Linked DNA regions of Gossypium hirsutum: regions 2, 3 and 4 are each linked to region 1. The links are chromatin contacts, called in public Hi-C maps. All regions are on one chromosome and are shown on one strand. Each heading gives the region's core, a stretch centred on a gene start, on an enhancer-like site or on the middle of the called end of the contact. The rest is flanking DNA. Distances are from core to core; before and after follow the strand shown. Region 1 holds the start of LOC107951363. Region 2 holds the start of LOC107951365. Region 3 holds the start of LOC107893550 (aspartic proteinase NANA, chloroplast). Region 4 has its middle 24 kb from the start of LOC107951365.

What was found. Hi-C and Micro-C count contacts between places; a contact is called where the count stands out from the background.
Region 2: a Hi-C map of hypocotyl shows a contact between it and region 1, with 5 times the contacts expected there. The contact joins the promoter of LOC107951365 here to the promoter of LOC107951363 in region 1. A contact is called at or near these places in 13 of 34 Hi-C or Micro-C datasets (anther, hypocotyl, leaf and 2 more).
Region 3: a contact with region 1 is called in a Hi-C map of leaf, with 2.8 times the contacts expected there. The contact joins the promoter of LOC107893550 here to the promoter of LOC107951363 in region 1. A contact is called at or near these places in 5 of 34 Hi-C or Micro-C datasets (leaf and petal).
Region 4: a Hi-C map of leaf shows a contact between it and region 1, with 3 times the contacts expected there. The contact joins the enhancer-like site here to the promoter of LOC107951363 in region 1. A contact is called at or near these places in 2 of 34 Hi-C or Micro-C datasets (callus and leaf).

Annotation. Positions count from the first base shown.
Region 1 is chrA13:91,092,223-91,095,325 of Gossypium_hirsutum_v2.1, forward strand. It overlaps LOC107951363, which reads left to right and starts at 1,710. Exons shown (of 5, transcript XM_016886382.2): 1 at 1,710-1,859; 2 at 2,071-3,103. The coding sequence starts at 2,091.
Region 2 is chrA13:91,264,762-91,267,602 of Gossypium_hirsutum_v2.1, forward strand. LOC107951365 reads left to right here and starts at 1,406. Exons shown (of 4, transcript XM_041085206.1): 1 at 1,406-1,866; 2 at 2,628-2,841. The coding sequence starts at 2,837.
Region 3 is chrA13:90,943,991-90,946,781 of Gossypium_hirsutum_v2.1, forward strand. LOC107893550 (aspartic proteinase NANA, chloroplast) reads left to right here and starts at 1,258. Exons shown (of 2, transcript XM_016818582.2): 1 at 1,258-2,138. The coding sequence starts at 1,543.
Region 4 is chrA13:91,240,357-91,243,500 of Gossypium_hirsutum_v2.1, forward strand. No RefSeq gene overlaps it. Among protein-coding and RNA genes, the nearest start is that of LOC107951365, 24 kb to the right of the region's middle. Within about 2 kb of position 1,260, at least 1 of the 9 cell types and tissues checked has an H3K27ac peak or open chromatin away from gene starts, as enhancers often do. A contact at or near this core is called in leaf, where this site is marked.

The sequences.
Region 1 (3,103 bases), core at 460-2,959:
GATAACCCGTGATATTAACTCAATAGGAGTTTAAATAATAGTACAAATAGAAAATGTGAGTGAGTGAAAACATTTTATGTAAATAATTTAAAAAAAATTACCCAATAATTATTATTAGTATAGTGATAAAGAACTTATTTATAAATCTATTGAATAGATATTTGATCATAGGATATGCTAATTTTTTTGAGGAATTAAATATGTTAAATTTAATTCTTTTATTTAAAAATTATATAAAAGATAAAAATAATATAATAATTTAATAAAAAAATAAATGATACCCAATTAACTTATGATACCAATTTAATTAGAAATTTTAGAAATTTAAATAATAGTATAGATATATGTATATCGATATTTAGAATATCACTTTCCTATGGCGGCTTTCTTACCTTCCCTACGATCTAGGAAATAAAATTACAATCTTTGTTATATACATAAAAAATATTAAATAAAATTATTAAAAAAATTATATTGTCAGATTGAGTTATTAAAATAAAATACTCTGATGAAATTAAAATACAATTTCTTTTTCAATTTTAATTTTTAATGATATTTATTAGATTAACAAGCACATAAATTACTTTATTTTATTAACTTATTTATTTTAAGTAAAAATAAAATCATATATTTATCTCAAAATTAATGTACGACTGTATTGAAATAAATTATAATTATTTACTATTTATTTGAATTAAAAAATAAAATAAAATTTAATTTGATGGCACTCAAAATAAATTCAAAATTAAAATTTTTAAGGTTTTACAAAGGAAAAGGAAATATTAGATAAAGATAAAGAAGAAAGTCTTTTTCTAAAATATTTCGAAGAAAATGCGGTTTTAAGAAAACAAAACAAAACATATCGTGAGAATCATTGTCCGATCAAAACCGATCACTTTACATGGCTTCACTGGTAAGTTCTTTGTGGTCCAGGCGCGTGCTAACCATACACAAGCACTGACGTGTGATTCCCTACCAACAATACAAGACATGCACACACCGAATCTGAAACCAAAACCAAAACCCAAAGCATGATTTTATTTAAAAAAAAGTTTAACTTTGTTATTAGCCCCTATACTTTATGAAAGTTATGTAATTAGTCTTTATACTCTAATTTGATCAATTTTAATCTCTATATTTTTGAATTGGTCAATTTTAATTCATGTAACTTTTTTAAAATTTAAATTTTAGTCCTGATCAAAATAGTAGCTTTAAATTCGCTTGGTTAAATTCAATTACTAGTTATAGATTATGAATACAGTTGTAAATTTAGTTCATATACTCTAATTGAATTATTTTAAATCCCTATATTTTTCAAAATTTGATATTTTAGTCTTGACATAAATGATAGTCTTTGATTTATTAATTGAAATTTTAGTGAGTGATATGTGGAAGTAATATACTAACATGTCATTATATATATTATAACATGTTTGGCGCATTAGATTTTAAAAATAATAGAACTTAATAAATTTAATACTTATTTATTTGGTAAGGACTGAAAATTTGAAGTTTGAAAAATATAGGGGCTAAAAATAATTAAATTAAAGTATAAAGAAAAAATCCACAATTTTAACAAAGTACAAGGACTAATAGCACAATTTAACCTAGAAAATTTACAAAACAAACAAAGGTAAAAGCAAAAATGATCAAAAACTAAAATATCCTGCTTTCTTCTTTTTATTAATAAATAAATGAAAGAAATAGTAGTTAAATTAAATGAAATTAATTAGGGATTTTCATTTTTCCTTGTTGGATCTGGAACCCTAAAAATTAAAGCAGATGATATTCTTCTTCATCCAAGCACGCATCATCCAAATTCAATAAAAAAAAAAAACCAAACAAACAAACAAAAGAAGGTTTGATTTTGATTTTTCACTATCAATCATATATTTCATTTCGTGGATTCCCCAACTTATTGCTACTTCTACCCTTAATTTCACCTCCCGATATGTCTCTGTTTTGTTTTACATCTTCAGCTCTAAATTGGAAGTGATAGAGTAAATACACAGATATTATCTCTTGTTTATTTCTTGGGTTTTCCTTCATTTTCGATACTGCGTTGTGCAGATACTTGGTCTGCTTCAAACATGCATGCTAGACATAGAACCGCTGGGAATGACTATAGATCTAATTCTATGGCGATGGGGGTTTCCGCCTCCCGGATATCCCCTGAAACATCGGGTAGAGGCCATGGGTTTTACAATTTAGAGTACCGCAACTTCAAGCGTGGTTTTGGGCGTGGTCAAAGCCACCCGAAATCGTTTCAACCGCATCCGCTCCCAGCACGCGAAGGCACTGACATATTTATGGAAGCTGGCCGTCTTGCGGCGGAATATTTGGTCTCTCAGGGGTTATTGCCCCCAACTGTGCTACCTGCTAAATGGCAGAACGGTAGGTTGAAGAAGCAAATGGGGGATTATCAAGACTATAGGTCACAAGAGGGTGATAACTTGCACGTTCCCTATGATGGCCGAACATCGGCACTTGCTCGTCTTAGAAATGCTAATTCTGATTTGGGTCCAGGCAGGAGGAAGTACCTTGATGATAATAACTCCACATGGTCTAAAAATCTTTCTAAAGGAAGGAGGAAAGAGGGATCTTACCGGGGTCGAGAATATGGGGGAAGTGGGTCATGGTCTGATCGGATTCGGGGTTCTCCTGACTTGGAGATTGATGATGATAATGTTTCTGGACATCATGAAGAGCCACAGGCTGGTAAAGATGTTGGTAATGGATTGCAGAAGTCTGTTTCGAACGAGTTTGCTCCTAAAGGTGAAGAATTAGATAACTTTGATGTTAAGTACAATCTAGAGGATGAATTGAGCTTAATGGCAAGTTCTTCTGGTGCCGAGAAAGATCTAAAGTCTGAAACTGATGGAGAACTCCAGAAGAGATCGGATGAATCAATGGATTTTAGAGCTGAGGCTGTAGAACTGAAGGATGGCGGCAATGATAATGTTGAAACTGAAGAGGAGGGTATCTTGAATGATTCATCTTTCAAGCATTCTTCTACAGAGGATGATGTCTCGGGGAAGACTGGTGCAGATTTACTGGCCCTCTGCAAATTTGCTAAGGTGCCTACTAAAACACGTTCTTCCTT
Region 2 (2,841 bases), core at 156-2,655, 170 kb after region 1:
TTTCGGTGGAGTAAAGGTGATGCTCCTTTCGAGGAGACAACGATTATCGTTATTAAACAACCCATTAATAACTACAACTTCTATTGTGCTGACCCAAGTTTGACCTCTACTTTCACTAAAACATCCACTTTCCTCTTGAGAGCTCTCTTGTCCCCACCTGGGTGTCAACATTCGGATAAGAATGAAAGGTTAAATATATCGGTTGCTTGGAAATAGATAAAATAATTACGTTGATTACACCGAAAGCCCTTTATTTTTCCCTATAAATATGACATCAATATTATGTATGGTATATATATAAGGTATCATTTTCGGTTATCCAAAATGCTTGAACCCGTGACTGCATAACGACTATCAACTAGCCTTCGATTATACTCGAACCTGTGACTGCATAATAGCTGTCGATTGGGACATTTACTTAGACTTTGACCCATGACTGTATCAAGTACTGTCACCTTGAAACTTGACTTTCATAGGATGGGTTTCTAAGGTAATGGTCTTATCCTGGCATGACATATGAAATGTATGTGTTCTAAGACACATTATCGCACCCCAACCCCTCAAATCTACCTATAAACTTTTACAGTTTCACTTCTAAAACTCTAAATACTAAACCCTAACCTTAAAAAACGAGAGGTTGAGGAAACTCTCCAAAATTTATTTATTTCCCTAAATTTTTAAAAAGTACCCTATTTAATCAATTAAAAAATTCAGCATATTTGGCTAATTTAAAGTTATTCTTGTTTTTGAGCAAAAATTTTTATAATTGATACTTGAAAAGAGCTAATTTGATTAAATTATTTTGACAAAGCAATATGAAAAGAAGTACAAACATTTTCTGTAAATTTAATTTTCGCCAAAAAAGAAACCCTAAATCATAGAGAGCTTTAGGTTTCAAAAGTAAAAAAAAGCCTCACTGTTAGTAAATTTTACTAAAAGATTAATACTACATAGCATAGTACTGTACTGTACTGCTTTCAACTTTATTATTGGCTTGCAATTTTTTAGGGAAAAAAATAAAGAAAAGGAAAAAGCTATACTATTAATACAACGTCTCCATAAAATAAAATTTATCATTATCTTTAAAAAAAACTACAAAATTCAAATGAATCAATGATGATTTAAAAGTTATCGTTTTCCCCTTAACAGTTAAACACCAATCCTACCCTCCAAAATCATGAAAAACGGTGAAAATTTTGATATTTTATTTAAAGGGTGGAAAGGATGGATACAGGAAATGGATGGTGAATCATCCATATCATGTATTTTTAATTAATAATGGTGATTGTAAAGACAAAAACAGGGGAATTTTGTCGGCTAGTGGGAGAGGGGCAACATGGGTTTCGATTTTCGACGACTTTCTAATCTAATAATCTATCAAACTCTTGTGTTTGGAATTTGCAGAAGCACAAAAATATTTAAGTGATTGAATTTAAAACCCACATTTCAACCACGGAAATGGGAAAGTATTATTATTGATAAACCAAAAACAAAATATCTACAATAAATATATAATAAACACAAGGGGAAAAATGAAGGGTTGGGTTTGTTTACCATTAGATTTTCTTTTTGAAATAAATGTATTTTTAAAAAAAATCTCTCTCCCTCCTCTTTGTTTTTTTATAGTGTTACTGTTTGAATAGAATGGAATGCTACTGCAGACTTTGTTTGCTTTTTTTTTTTTTTAATATTTAATTTTAATTTAAGGGTGGGAGTGGAAAGAAAAGAAGGGGAACCTGATGCCCCTTTTGATGTGTGAGTGGGTGGCTCTGATCTTTCCTTCACTTTCTCATCTCTCTTTCTTTCTTCCCAAACAAAAACTCTCCTCCCCAAAACTACAGCCTCACTTCAATCAAATTCTCAAAGGTAACTTCTATGCTCTAATCTTCTCTTCTGTTCTTCTACATCTATTCTGCCTGATCTTGTTTCAAACCAAACCAAACCCACCCATCTTTCTTTTCCTGCTTCCTTTCTTTTTTTTCACTCATCAACTTTCCTTCAAAAACTAATTCACTTACTAAATATATGTACATATGATTTCACCGTCTCCTCTTTTTTTCCCCCTCAGCTTCTGAGTTCCTTTCTCGCTTTTTCTGAACCCCAAGGTGAAGAAGAAGGAGAATCTAGTCCATGGGATGTATATACTAGATTTCCTTTCTGGGATCTGTTCTACTATATATTTCAGATTTGGGTTTTTCCTTTTCTTTGATTTCTCTCAACTCTTGACTACATATATCGGTTTCATGAAGCTTGGTTGGCTCGTTCTCAGCTTCAAAATTTCCCATTTATATGTATAACTCTTGCCTTTATTATGTGATTAATTATGGTTAACCCTTTTCTTTTTATGGGATTTGATCATTTGTTGAGAGTTTGGTAGTGGATGGTGTTGGCACAAAGTCTGAAAGAGGAGTACTTTGCTATTCTCTGGGTTCGCTCACATAAAATAACGCTTCCCATGGACACTTTAGGCTTTGGTTGAGCAACATCTTTACTTGCGGGTTATGTTCTTTGGTTTCCTTGATGAACCAAAACGCACATGCTTCAACTACACTCCATCCCTTTCACATAAAATAACGTTCTTTCATTGCCTTGTCTTCATCATCTTCTTGGCTTCTCTTTTATTGCAGGCTATAAATGAATGAAGATAATGAGGTTTTGAGGTTATCAGGGATACAACTAGAAAGAAATAGGATACAGTCCAAGAGGGAAGAGATCAGAGGGGGTGAAGTGTTGTTATGCTGAAGATAAGGGGCTCTACTGCTGGAGAAAGAAGCAGTATAAGTGTGGCTTGTGACTGTTGTCAAAACAGCACAAGAAGAGAGAAGCTTTTCATCAGATGTT
Region 3 (2,791 bases), core at 8-2,507, 150 kb before region 1:
TCTAACAAAAAATACTGAAAAATTCAAAATAATTTTAAAAGTTTAAATATTTTAAAAAATTGAAAATTTCATAAGATTTTTTAAATATATAAAATTAAAAATTCTAAATTTAAAGAAAAAATAAAAATAATAATTTTGAGACTTAAACAAGTAAATTATCAATTCAAGTTTATCGTATTATTTTCCTTTATTTTGGTTTCAAAGAGTTCTCAAATTATATTTAAATTTATGGGCTTTAACAAGAAATATTTATATTGTTACAAGATTTTAATTTGACATGTTTATCTTTTAGTTTAACTCGAATAATTTTACTCGAATCAACTTGACTGGACTCGATTTGAAAAAAATCAAATCAAATTAGAATGATAAAATAAGACTAAATAACTCAAAAAAAAATTTGCTACAAAATTCATCCCTAAAGATAACTATTGATGTCACAAATGATGTAATTTGTTTTTAAAAAATATAATGAGATGGTAAATTAAAGACACATAAATAAAAATAGAAGGATTTAGAGTTGTAGACAAAAGTAGAGGAACATTTAGATGATATCATTGTGGATTTTATTTAATTCTGAAAATTGAAATGAAAGCAGCAGCTTGAGTTGCTTGACACTAATATTAGTTGATTAAAAAAGTAGTCCTATTATTTTAGTTACCCTAATAATTTGACACGAATTAATAAAAGAGCAGGCAGCCACCGCGTTACTGACTTTTTACTCTTTTTATTTATTTGTTTATTTCACATTTCAGAGTTGATTAATAAAATGCCAAATTCAACATCCTATGTAATATGTATACACAATAATACACAATAATTGGGTTTTAATTTTAGATTCCATCCCTTTGATAGTTTTTGCTCTTTGAGGTCAAACACAAAATATATGAGAGTTGAATTTTGGGGCAGCCATTTGGAATCCAACCAATAAGAGAGAAGGAACACATAACCCTACTCGACACAGGTAGAGGAAATTATTTACTATTTTTATAAATAATTTTGACTTTAACTCGAAAAATCCTTCTTCATATTTATTAATAAAATTGAATAACAGTATTAAACCTATAATTGACATGTAAATTAGCAATCCAATACAAATACTTCAATAATCTATAGGTATCTAAAATTAATAAATATTATCAATTGAATTAATTTGTTAATAAAATAATTAAATTAAATTTATCTGGTTTTTATAAAACCATAATTAAAGCAATCATTTGTATAATAATTAATTAAAAAGGAAAAAAACAAAAGAAAGATGAGAGAAGTGGGAAGGGATGTCTGTGTGGTTGAAGACTTGAAGCAACAATCTATAAATATATATATATATAGATATGTGTGTATGTTATTTATTACAAGAAGCAAGCACAACCTAATCAAAAATCCTAATTGATGGCAGATTTAAAGCAAAGGGGTATATATAGATTGCAACCAAAATAAGCATTTTTTTCCTACTTTCATTTCCCTTTCTCTGTCTTTCTTTCTTCCTGTCTGGTCTGGATCTTCCCTTTTGTTTAATTTGTTCAGAGTGAGAGTATACTAGTTATGAAGGTGAAGCTCATTATTTTAGTTCCATTCATGGTGTTGGTTTCCATGGTTGTAGCTCAACAACATGTTGATCAAATGCAGCATCAACACGATTCCAACTCCATCACATTAGAGTTAATACATAGGCATGCTCCTCAGTTCACCAACAACAATCCTATAACTCAGCACCAACGCCTGGTCGACCTTCTCTACCATGACATTATCCGCCACGGTATCATGTCCCACCGAAGACGAGCCAAAGAAGAGGATCCACTCACTGCATCCATTAAAATGCCGCTTGCCTCGGGTAGAGATTTCGGGATAGGCCAATACATTACGTCGTTCAAAGTGGGGACACCGTCGCAGAAGTTCTGGTTGATAGTCGACACGGGAAGTGATTTGACGTGGATCCGGTGTCGATACCGATGTTCGAGAGGGGATCGTAGTTGTACCAGCAAAGGGAGGATAAACCGAAAGAGGGTGTTCCATGCTCCATTATCTTCATCCTTTAGCCCAGTTCCTTGCTTTTCAGAGATGTGTAAAGTTGAGCTCATGAATCTCTTCTCTCTCACAACATGCCCTACTCCAATTACGCCTTGCGCCTATGATTACAGGTACGTATATTAGATTTAGTATTTAGATTTGGACACAACTTCTAAATGGAGTTACGACACATTGTTGGTAAATAATTGACCTCACCTCTCCTCTGCTTATGATTTTGTTTATTTCCGCCCAATGTCCAAGACACGTATCTCCACAATAGGTGGAGTTGAGTTAAATAACCTAACCCTAAAATTGGGCATTAAAGTTAGAGCTGCTTGGGAGGTAAATGCTGTTGGGATAGCTGCTAAGGCTCACTGATATTTATGTCAATTGCTTCTTTTGTAGTTTGGCTTTAAATGCACTAAACCAACCTCCAGACAATTGAAGCCCCAGAGTTGGCTTTTAAATTCACTACTTGTCCATATAGTAAATATTGATTCAGAAATTATGATTTGCAGCACGTTTTTAGTTGAATTATATATCTATTACACAAAAATAAAGATTTGTAAATCGGAGAATAAATGGTGTCAGCCATAGTTACCAGATGAGGCTGGGTAGTGCAGATACAATACCCCATATTGCTATCTTAACTACATCCAACACAAAGATATTAGTGGTAGTTATTATTAGTAGGTAAGGTTCACATGACCCAATATTTTTTTGGTACCAAAACCGGACATTGAAGTCCTGTAAGAGTGGGGCCCTATTTTGGGAAAGCCAGCAA
Region 4 (3,144 bases), core at 10-2,509, 150 kb after region 1:
TATCTCTTTTCGGTCGCACAGTAACTTTTTTACCATCAAGTGAAAGAATAGTATTGAAGTCACCTATTATTAACCAAGGAGAGAAAATATACAGTAACACAAATTTCAAACCATCCCAAAGTAGTCTTCGTTTCTTCGTATCAGGATTACTATAAACAAATAAGATAAAAATGGAATTAGTAGAAAAAATATCATCAGCATGAAGGAGAATGAACTAAGGATGATTGTGGATAATCTGAATCTTAATAGAATCTTTCCAAACCACCCAGATGCCTTCTGAAAAGCCAACAGCTTCAATACGGTCAGAAAATTAGACCCTAATTTACCAATAACATAATTTTATTTTTTACTACTTATTCTCTGTTCCACAAACATCCTATATCTGGATTAAATTATACATTATATTCAGGAAAAACTCAAAGAAATTTACTGTTAGCGCACCCTTGGCAGTTCCATGAAAACAATTTTAATTTTAAATCCATAAAAAATTAAACATTAAAAAAATTAAAAAGAGAATGATACAGTCTTACTATCCATGAGGATCAATTCTAGCCAGATGCTCCTCTAACCTAACAAAATCACCTAAGTTGATTTCCCCTCTGTTATTAGTCAAAATAATCTCAGTCAAGTAGTTCATGGTCTCTCACAACGGAACGCGTGAAGTTACCCAAGTTTTTGAATCTATTATATCAGCCATGATTGATTTTATTAAGTTTTTTTGTTATTTTCCCACCTCTAAGATTATCACCATTCTCTTTTCCAGATTAGCAAACCACTGCCTTCAACACAATTATTCCATTATTCCCCTCATCGTTGAATCATATTTTTAATCTTTTTTCACCTTAAAAATCACAGCCGTGTGTTTTTTGGGGTCAAGGTTGCCGACCATCACCTCTGACGCAATACCTATCATTCCTTCCATTGTTGAGCATGGAGCAAAATTAGATTCCAAAGAATCCCCATCGTTGCCATTAAATGGCTCAAATTCTGAATCAACAGACTCATCATTCTTTATCAGATACTATTTGATGATAGTAGCTTTGGGTGTCTACTATCTTCCAAGTCCTTCTATAACCTTGTTCACCTTAGAAAATGGCATACCTTCAAGTGAGCCATTAAGATTCAACCGCTCATTAGCTTCTTTTATATTCTTCCTAGACTCGCCATTTCCTAAATGATTATCATTAGCCAACGTACTAGTTGCACCAAGCCCAACAGGCAACCCACTAGCAGCTCCATTTGATCTTACCAGGCCAGCAATATTTTTAAAACCCAATTTATTAGGTGAACCTTTGTCCACTAATTTACTTACCGGATGACCGTTGCTTTGCCTTAAGGTTTCTTTTTTGATGGTCCCCATTCATTATTCCTTTCCTTTTATTACGTCGATTGTCAATCACCTCGGTTTGATAACCAAAAAAAAACCCTAGCATTTAGTTCCAACTCCATCAATACTTTAAACTTAAACATTCCCTTGTTCTTCGCTAGATTTTTAGCATTCAACTGCAGGGGATCCCTAGCCTTTCACCTAGATTTCTTTTCCACTAACATCCATGACCCGTAAGTTTTTCTGTTCTCCAACATGTTGTTGATAGCTAAATTTTGGTTTTTTGGTGATAAACCAATCAGCAGTGATTCATCTCCGGTATTGTGTTCATCTGCCTTGAAGGTGCACATTTCTTTAACATGTTCATTTCTTCTACACTAAAAGTAAACCATCAGAAAAAATTCATATTCAAATTTTTTAACTTTGCCATTAATTAAAATTTTAGAAACCAGAGGCCTCTCCAAGTTGATATAGACCGCTATCCAGATAAAACAGCCTCTTACTCTGTTATCAGTTTTCATATGCAATTTGGTACCTTCTCAATCAGTCCTTCTATTTCCCACAAAATCTTTCATTTATACAAGTATCCTGTCAAACCTGGAAGCCTGATCCATGAGATTACTACCTTCGAAAAATTTTGTATTGGACTGAAGAAGGTGGTCCATGGTTGTACTGTCAAGTATTGGCCAAACACAATCCAGGGACCCCTAGAAAAGACCTTCTCACAATCAAGCTTATTCTGGAATTTGACTAGAAAATATCCATTTTCTGTGTCCATCAAATGGAATGGTGATGAGAGCTTTCATAAGCTATAGAATTTATTCTGCAGGATTGAATAACCAATATTACGCCCTAAAAGTTTCAAGATCATTGTGTTTTTCATATCTCTAATAAGGATTTGATGGATCTTATCTAAAAACTCAATGTAAAGGATACCATTCACTATAGACTTTTGGATATCTCCTTCCAATAAATCAAAATCCTCTTTCTCCTCTAATCCATTCCTATTGAATTTGGAAGATTGGCTTACTAGCTTGTCTTTCCAAGAGCTTATCTGTTCAACACTCAGATCCATCACCATATCGTTACCTCTATTTCCATCTTTATCTCTAAAATAAATCTTGTCAGGGATCAAGCCTTCCGTCGAGAATTCTCTAGAACCAATAACAATTATTTCACAGAGAGAAGACATGAGACTCCCTCAATATCAATTTTTTTCCTAAATTCCATCTATACTATTATTTAAGTCTCTAACTGAGTTGGTTTCACAAGTTAACCATGCATCAACTCAGCTAGGGAAATTACCGAAATATCATTCCTTAATTAAAATAAATTATATTATGTGAGGGTATTTTAGTCTTTTTATTTAAAAAACCCAATAAAAATATACATATGGTCGGATTCGAATCCACACTAATTAGATTAGTAAAACCTTAAATTTAGTACTCAAGCAAAGCTTCATTTGACTTTGACATACGTTTTAATTGTAATATGCATAATTTATTACCTTCTTTAGTTGTATATCTATACTATAATTTAATATGATGTATTCATGTGTTTAAATTTAATTTTACTCACAATTTAATCTAATTTTTTAATATCGTACATATTTCATGTGGTATTATGATTATTTAGTTTCAAACCATACGTTTTATTATTTATTGTATGTTATTTTTGTTAGAATTAAGTGACCCGAATCCTTATTTAAATGAAATACAATAGTAAAATAAAATAAAAGTAAAATCCATATAGAACTACATTTCTTTTATTTTATTTTAGAATAAGGTTTTTTAAACCTTATTAAATTCTATCTTTTT